2 separate regions of the Oryctolagus cuniculus genome follow, and region 2 is linked to region 1. A link is a contact called in public Micro-C data. All regions are on one chromosome and are shown on one strand. The core of a region is the stretch at or near the end of the contact, and the rest is flanking DNA. Distances in the headings are between cores, read along the strand shown. Region 1 holds the start of LOC103347661. Region 2 holds the start of MXD1 (MAX dimerization protein 1).

The links. A called contact is a pair of places that touch in the nucleus more often than the background predicts.
Region 2: a Micro-C map of ear pinna shows a contact between it and region 1, with 7 times the contacts expected there. The contact joins the promoter of MXD1 here to the promoter of LOC103347661 in region 1. A contact is called at or near these places in 5 of 6 Hi-C or Micro-C datasets (ear pinna, liver, psoas muscle and 2 more).

Annotation. Positions count from the first base shown.
Region 1 is chr2:132,584,653-132,588,956 of mOryCun1.1, reverse strand. It overlaps LOC103347661, which reads right to left and starts at 2,084. Exons shown (of 7, transcript XM_070069016.1): 1 at 1,950-2,084; 2 at 231-316. PCBP1 (poly(rC) binding protein 1) reads left to right here and starts at 2,383. Exons shown (of 1, transcript NM_001082124.1): 1 at 2,383-3,864. The coding sequence starts at 2,413. The coding sequence ends at 3,483.
Region 2 is chr2:132,764,253-132,768,556 of mOryCun1.1, reverse strand. MXD1 (MAX dimerization protein 1) reads left to right here and starts at 1,712. Exons shown (of 6, transcript XM_051842827.2): 1 at 1,712-2,334; 2 at 3,756-3,855. The coding sequence starts at 3,779.

The sequences.
Region 1 (4,304 bases), core at 835-3,334:
GAATCACTTCCACTTCTCTATCCTCTCCCAAACACCTCATAAAATGGCACTGGAGCCCGCTACAGGTGTCACACTAGGAAAACTGGGAGCCCCCAGGCAGACACAAACACAGGCTTGGTCACATCTAAAGGCTCTCTAACGGGTTTCTTCAACACTTGCCTAAACGTTTAAAATAGCATTTAAATTCTAAAAGCCTGGTTTATAGTAAAATCTAAAAATGTTGTGCTCACCAGGAAGAAAATCAGGTCTGGATTCCATGCCCGACACTGTGTGACCTTGAATTAAACCCTTCATGTTTCTAGGTTTGTATCTTCCTCTGTTAAAAAAAAGAGAGAGAAAGACAGAGATAACAATATCTACCTCAGAAGATCGTGGTAAAAAGATGGTATGAGTAAAATACCTAGCACAGGATCACAATAAATGTCTAAATCTTTTAGATTGAGTGAACACCACTTGTGGTCAGTTGAGGTTCACTGGGCAGCTGGCCTGTGAAAAAGCCAGACGTCCTACTCTCTTCAGGGAAGTTAAATCATTTTTCAGAAGCAGCTTTTTAAATCCGCACATGAGCCTGTAAAGCAGAAATTTCCCACGTCATTCCTTAAAACAGTGATTTCTAAATGCTTTGGTACTGGGGGAGCATCGTTGCGGTTCACAAATTATTTCAGGGTACTGCGTCCTATTATCCACTAACAAAAATTTTTTAAAGCGATAGGATCAATATTGTGCCCACATTTCGGAGCTATTTGCGTTCCCTGCTCCAGTTAAAGGGGGTGGGGAACTCGTTCAAATGGTCCACCAAGCGTCGGACCAGCCTGCGGGACTTCATCCCGAGCGGTCATAAGACCAGCGGCGCGGGGAGGGCCCAGGGCGGGGGCGCGCGTTCTAGAGCTTTCGGGCCCACCCCGATTTCTCGTTGGCGACGGATCGAGGCCACGTGTCGCCATTTTGTGTTCAGAAAACATGGCGGCCGCCCGCGTGGGGAAGGGGGTCGCGGTGGCGCGCTACGTTAGTCTTCTCCCCTGGTCTCTTGATGAACTTGGCGCACACCGTCTTTCCTCGTCTGGCTTAGCCAGAGGAAGAAAGGCAGGGGGCAAAAACCATAACTCGGACGCGCCAGCGTCTCGAGCGACATTTCCTTTGCGCAAGCAACGGCAGAAAAGCTGCCCAAGATGGCGGGCGCCGCCGCCGGGGGCCGCCCCCGGAGAAGCGGGGCGCGGCGGCCGCGCGGAAGGCAAAGGGCTGAAAGGCAGCCTCGGGGGCGTGGGCCGCGCGCAAAAGGCGCAGAAACAACCCAAAGCCCTGGTCCGCGCCCGCTCAGCACAGAACTACACCATTGTTTCAAATGTCTGACGAGGCCGCTGCGGTAGAAACGACACAAGGGCAGGAGGAGGGGTTTCTGTGGGTTTCACCGAAAGAAAGTTGCAAAATGCAAACAAAGCATTATGTAAATGGACGCCATTCTTTTTTTATGGCCACGTTTCCAGTATGCCCTACAAACGGTCCGCAGAGCCCAGACTCAGGCGGCGGCGGGGTGGGTTTCGGCCTTTCGGCTCACCGGCCGCCGCCGCGGGGCTGGGACAGGGGTGGGGGCTAGAGCGGGGCGCCCGGACGCCGGGGACGAAAGGCCCCCACGTGCCCGCCCGCGCCCGCCCCTCCAGCCTCGCCTCGCCGCCCCTCCCCCCCGGAAGACAGCAGCGGCCCCTCCCGTCGCCCCCACCCTCGCGCACGCGCCCTGGCCACCTCACGCGCACGTTTTAAACCCGCGGCGTCCCGGCAGCTGCCTGCAGTTACCGCCAGGGCTGCCCGTGTCGCTCCGGACAGAAAACTCCTTTGCTAGGGCAGAAAAATAAAGCGTGTCCTTCATACACAACACCAATATTTCCAGTCATCCTCCGGTGCCGTTAGCGTTAATAAAATTCACGGTCATTTTAAAACTTTGCCGGACTCACACTTTCCGTTCCCCGTGTGCTTTATTGTCAGTACCGCAGCGTTAGTTTTTTTTTTTTTTAAGTACCGCGTGGGGCTTGGCGCAATCTTGTGACCTAAAAACCACGGGTCCTCATTTTTTTTCAAGGGGTCCTGCGCAGCAAGCACTTCCGGGGTCAGAGGGTACGCGGGGTTGAAAGCGGGCTTCCCGCCCCGCCCAGACCGCCGAGGCTGCCGCCGGAGTCGCCACCGCCGCGCCCTCGCCCACCCGCCCGCCCGCCGCTCCCGGCCCCGCTCGCCCCCTCCGCCGCCGCCGCCCGCCCCTGCGACGACGCCGCGGCCTCCCGCCCGCGCCCGCTCGCTCCCGCGGCCCTCGCTCGCCTCGCGCCGGCAGTTTTGGGCCTACACCTCCCCTCCCCCCGCCAGCCACCAAAGACTTGACCACGTAACGAGCCCAACTCCCCCGAACGCCGCCCGCCGCTCGCCATGGATGCCGGTGTGACTGAAAGCGGACTAAATGTGACTCTCACCATTCGGCTTCTTATGCACGGAAAGGAAGTAGGAAGCATCATTGGGAAGAAAGGGGAGTCGGTTAAGAGGATCCGCGAGGAGAGTGGCGCGCGGATCAACATCTCGGAGGGGAATTGTCCGGAGCGAATCATCACTCTGACCGGCCCCACTAATGCCATCTTCAAGGCATTCGCTATGATCATCGACAAGCTGGAGGAAGATATCAACAGCTCCATGACCAACAGCACGGCGGCCAGCCGGCCCCCGGTGACCCTGCGGCTGGTGGTGCCGGCCACCCAGTGCGGCTCCCTGATCGGGAAAGGCGGGTGTAAGATCAAAGAGATCCGCGAGAGCACGGGGGCCCAGGTCCAGGTGGCGGGGGATATGCTGCCCAACTCGACCGAGCGGGCCATCACCATCGCGGGCGTGCCGCAGTCTGTCACCGAGTGTGTCAAGCAGATCTGCCTGGTCATGCTGGAGACGCTCTCCCAGTCTCCGCAAGGGAGAGTCATGACCATTCCGTACCAGCCCATGCCGGCCAGCTCTCCGGTCATCTGCGCGGGCGGCCAAGATCGCTGCAGCGACGCTGCGGGCTACCCCCACGCCACCCATGACCTGGAGGGACCACCTCTAGATGCCTACTCGATTCAAGGACAACACACCATTTCTCCGCTCGATCTGGCCAAGCTGAACCAGGTGGCAAGACAACAGTCTCACTTTGCCATGATGCACGGCGGGACCGGATTCGCCGGAATTGACTCCAGCTCTCCAGAGGTGAAAGGCTATTGGGCAAGTTTGGATGCATCTACTCAAACCACCCATGAACTCACCATTCCAAATAACTTAATTGGCTGCATAATCGGGCGCCAAGGCGCCAACATTAATGAGATCCGCCAGATGTCGGGGGCCCAGATCAAAATTGCCAACCCAGTGGAAGGCTCTTCTGGTAGGCAGGTTACTATCACTGGCTCTGCTGCCAGTATTAGTCTGGCCCAGTATCTAATCAATGCCAGGCTTTCCTCTGAGAAGGGCATGGGGTGCAGCTAGAACAGTGTAGGTTCACTCATAACCCCTTTCTGCTGTTTTCCCATGATCCAACTGTGTAATTTCTGGTCAGTGATTCCAGGTTTTAAATAATTTGTAAGTGTTCAGTTTCTACACTTTATCATCCGCTAAGAATTTAAAAATCACATTCTCTGTTCAGCTGTTAATGCTGGGATCCATATTTAGTTTTATAAGCTTTTCCCTGTTTTTAGTTTTGTTTTGGGTTTTTTGGCTCATGAATTTTATTTCTGTTTGTCGATAAGAAATGTAAGAGTGGAATGTTAATAAATTTCAGTTTAGTTCTGTAACGTCAAGAATTTAAGAATTAAAAATGGATTGGTTAAAATATGCTTCATATTTGAAAAAGCTGGGAATTGCTATCTTAAACTCTTTGTTGGTGCTTTTTTTTCTTCCCCTTTTAGCGGTAGGTGTTTGGAGGGAAGCGGGAGAAGGGGGGGGCCGGTCCGCGGTCATTCTCTCCGGCTCTTCTCACCTTATGGGTAAGATTCCATTCCCTCTGTGCGGCAACAAAGGAACCCCAGGCAGGTTGGGCCTGCTTTGGGCTATTTTGCCCCACCCCCACTCCCAGTGACATCTCCCAAGTTCCAGAGAGAGGCCTCTGCCCATTTCTCTGGTAGGAAAGCAGGTTTTCTCTGGTGGAGAAAGTGCCCATTCACTAGGACCTCCGATGACTGGCAGAGCGTCCTCGCCCTCTAGCCAGTCTCCCTACCCCCCATCTCACATGAAAAACTTAGCCAGGAACAACGACAAAAAAACTGAGGTGGGAGGAGCCTGGGGGGAGGGAAGGGAAGGGGTGGGTAGGT
Region 2 (4,304 bases), core at 463-2,962, 180 kb before region 1:
ACTAGTCATTGTCTACATTGTATAAAATAATTGCTAGGAGAAAAATAAAACCCTAAGACCTGTTGTCTGCTTACTGCTTATTTTCCAGTAGATGGCACCAGATACCCTTGAAGTTCATGATACTAATTCACAGTTGTGTAGCTGGCTAGTTGATAATTTCTTCTACCACCAGGGAACAAAAATGGTACATTCTTTAGTCTAATTCTTTTATTTATATGTAACTTAGTATTTTTGTTTGGAGTTTAACTTGGTGTTTAAATTGTTAATTTGTGATCCCCAGCTTAGATTTCACCACCACAGTACAAAAAAATCAGAGTAAGTGTGATTTTCAATCGGTGATTTCCAGGGGAAGGGGTCATGATATTGAAATAGAAGTGAGCTAAAGAATTGAGAGTAAAAGGGTAAAGAGTTATATGCAATGTTCAGAGCAAAAATTGAAAAATAAAGGCATACAAAATCCAAGATGTTAATATAATGAAGTATTTTTAGTATTATCACTTTGGCTACTTTAGAAGACTGCAGCCATTTTATTACAGCATTCGAATTTATTTTACAAATAACATACAGGCCGGCGCCGCGGCTCACCTGGCTAATCGGCTAATCCTCTGCCTGCGGCGCCAGAACCCCGGGTTCTAGTCCCTGTCAGGGTGCTGGAGTCTATCCCAGTTGCGCCTCTTCCAGTCCAGCTCTCTGCTGTGGCCCGGGAAGGCAGTGGAGGATGGCCCAAGTGCTTGGGCCCTGCACCCGCATGGGAGACCAGGAGGAAACTCTTGGTTCCTGGCTTGGTGCAGCATGCTGGCCGCCGCAAGCCGGCTGTAGCTGCCCTTTGGGGGGTGAAGCAACAGAAAAAGGAAGATCTTTCTCTCTGTCTAACTCTGCCTGTCAAAAATTTTTAAAAATCAAAATTAATTTAAAAAAAATAAATAACATACAATTATGAACATAGTCAAACTGTTTATATCCCCATTACCTTTTCCAACTGTTTATTGCCTCTTGAAAACCTTCACCTTCAATGTATTTATCGAATTAATATGTTCATGAAGAAACAACTTTTACACTGAATTAACCATTAAGACCAAAAGACGTGTTTTCTATGTGTCAAGCATGGTTTGCTACATGTTTTCTACTTACTGTTGCCTAATTTTAATGGATTCATAATCCATTTAAAAAACCCCACCCTGATTACATTTATATATTTGCCATTCTTTCATCCAGTGTTTTAGTTGGCATTTTGTGACTCAGTCTTGAAATCTGTGTAATGTACCACCACCCCGGGAGGATTGGTGGCTTGGGCCCTGGGTAATTCTCATCTCTGCAGGTGAATGGATGACCTGGAATTCCACTTCTGGGTCTTTTCTACATGTGCAGAATGTGGATAATTAACACAGATCGCATGACAGAGGCGAATTACATAGTAAGCCGTTGTTACATATAGACAAGAACCTTTTTACAAAAAGAAACATATTCATGCTTCACTTCTGTTTTGGGGATCCTCAGCTTGCCAAAAGCGTTATTTCCACTTTTTAAATTGGAGATATCAGTATGTTAATGTAACCTGGGTCTCTAGCTAGCTTTCATTTCAGAATTCTTGATGGGTTTACAGAGCGATCCTTAAGCTTTTTAGTTCTTAATGTGTAATATTCTGTTAAGCATTTATATTGGCACCACCCCACACCCTTTGTAGCCGTCTTGAAAAGGCAGTATTCTTTTTAACGTTTTCATCTGAAATTGAGAGAAAAGACTCTATAAGAGATTTGGGTCAAAGAATCCTGGGGCTTCCGCGTTATCTGTAGGTCCAGGGAGTTCCTGAGCTTTTGAAACCCACTCATAACGCGCTTCCCGGGATGGAAAAGGCGCCTCTGGAGAGGAGCGCCACGCTGCGCGCCCGCCCCAGCGCGCTCTCCCCTCCTGCCCACAGCCACGTGGCGCCCACGGGCCGGCCACCCGCTGAGCCGCCGGCGCCGCTCTTCCTTCCGCAGGATTCACAGCAGGGTCCTCGGCCGCTGGATCCCTGTCTAGGGGAACCCGGAACCTCCCAGACTTCGGCCACCAGGCCCAGGGCTCCGGCCCCGAACCCCAAAGGACAGAGAGCCCAGGCGACGCGAAGTGCCAGCCTTCCATTCGAGGGACGCCCGGCAGGTCCCGGAAGTTTTCCCCGGAGACAGATCTAGGCAACAGGTCCGAGGCGGGGCCGGGCAGAACCGAGCACGGCGGCGGCCGGTGAGTCAGGGCCGCCCGGCTCCCGGCCGGCCCTCCCAGCCAATGCCAGACCTGGGGATGTGCAGCCGGGCTGCTGACCGTCGGCCACTCAGGGCTCGCCGGGCCTGGAGAAAGGTGACATCATCGTAGCTGGGAGGTGTCCGAAGGCTGCACCAATGGGAGACAGGCGAAGAGGCTTGCTTTTTACAGCTCTTGGCCAATACTAACAAAGCAAAAGGGGGCCCGGTTGTCGGTATAGAACCAATGGAAAACAAGGAAGGGGCACGAGGCGGAGTTGCGAATCCTGTCACCAATTGGAGAGAGGGGGTGGTGCCCGGTTCTTGTCAAGAGCGGCCAACCAGCGAGAGGAGCGGACTTTGGGGGGCGGGGCCGTGAAGCCCTTCCCCAATCGCACGAGTGTAGGGGCGGGGCAGTCTTTGGAGTGTCCAATGAGGGAAGCAGCCGAAGCGGGCCTGTCAAGAGAAGGGGCTGGGGGCGGGGGGATGGTGAGTCGGGGATAAACACTCCGCGGCGGTGGCGGCTGCTGCTCTGTCAGGGTTCTGTCACGGTGTCGGTGGTGCCCAGCTCACTGACCCCCTCCCCCTCCCGGCGAGCGTGGTCGCCAGAGAGGCTCCTTCAGCCCTGCTCTGCGGGGTCCATAGCGGGGCGCGGGTGTCCGGCGGCGGCGGCGGCGAGCCCGTGGGCAGTGGGGGTTGGTCCCGTGGCTCCGGCCCCCGGTGCAGAATGGCGGCGGCGGTTCGGATGAACATCCAGATGCTGCTGGAGGCGGCCGACTATCTGGAGCGGCGAGAGAGAGGTGCACGGGGACGGGAGGGGTCCAGACTGAGCCGGGGCCGGGGGCCCTGAGGAGCTTGGCCGCGGGGTCGGGCGCCCGGCCGCTCCGGAGGTGGTTGGAGGAGCGGAGAGCGCGACCGCGAGCGCTCCCAACCCCTCTGGCTCTCTCCACTCGCGACTCCAAGAGAGGTCGCCGCTGCCCCCCCAAAAGCAATGAATGGGGGTGGAAAGGGGGCTGCTGCCCGCCGGGGTCCCGAGCGCTGCCCCCGCCGCACCTCAGCGCGGGTGGGATGCCCGCGGCCCCCTCAGCCGGTGTCCTCTGGTTTACTTCACCTGGGCTGGTCCCGGCAGGTCCCCCAAGAGGGTCGGCGCCCCGTCTCCCAGGCCAGGGAGCAGGGCGCCCCTGTCCCCGGGCTCGCGGTGCCGGTCCCGCACCTCCGCCTGAGGCTGGTCCCACTTCGCCGACACCAACCTGCTGGTCGTGGCCAGTGGGAATCCCCGGCTCCGTGAGCTTAGCCACTTGCCGTGTGTCTTTCTCAACAATGAGCAGCTGGAATCCTCCTTACACCTGCTCCGAACTGAGGACACTCACACAATTAAAGAAAAAATCATTGTTCTCAGAATTCCACCTTGCTCCGTTGAATAATTTCCACAATATTCTTTTAAAGATAAATAAATAAATGGACAAGGAAACACTGTGGAGGGGAGCGAGTATTAAATGTTCTGGGCTCATTCATTAACTGGATCCTCCGGTTTTCCAGAAGCTGAGCATGGTTATGCCTCCATGTTACCATACAATAACAAGGACAGAGATGCCTTAAAAAGGAGGAACAAATCCAAGAAGAACAGCAGCAGTAGCAGGTAATTTGGTAAATATTTCTCTTTCTTGTAGATTCTACTGTAGGGGATACAAACTGCAGAATGTAACTTGTGTGTTGTGTCTAACCCTGTAAATACATTAAGTGGTGATCAGGATTCAGTAATGCACACATGGGCTTAAGCCACTGGAGGAAGCAGCTCTTCGGTTTGAGTTGAGAGAACTGAAAAGGAAAGAAAAATAGAAATTGTTTTTCATTTCTTTACAAACTTTTTTAAAATTTAATTTTGCTTTTCTTCCCGTTTGGAACAAAAACCTGTGGAAACCACAAGTGAGATTAGCAATAGGTTCAGTATTTTGCCATCAGAAGTTGCAGGTTCAGGGTATGCTTTCTATAATTCAGAATGCTGGATATTATTCCTTTACGTGGTGAAGATTTTATCAACAGATTTAAGGATCTGGCTTGGCATAGGTGGTAGGACTTTATATTTGA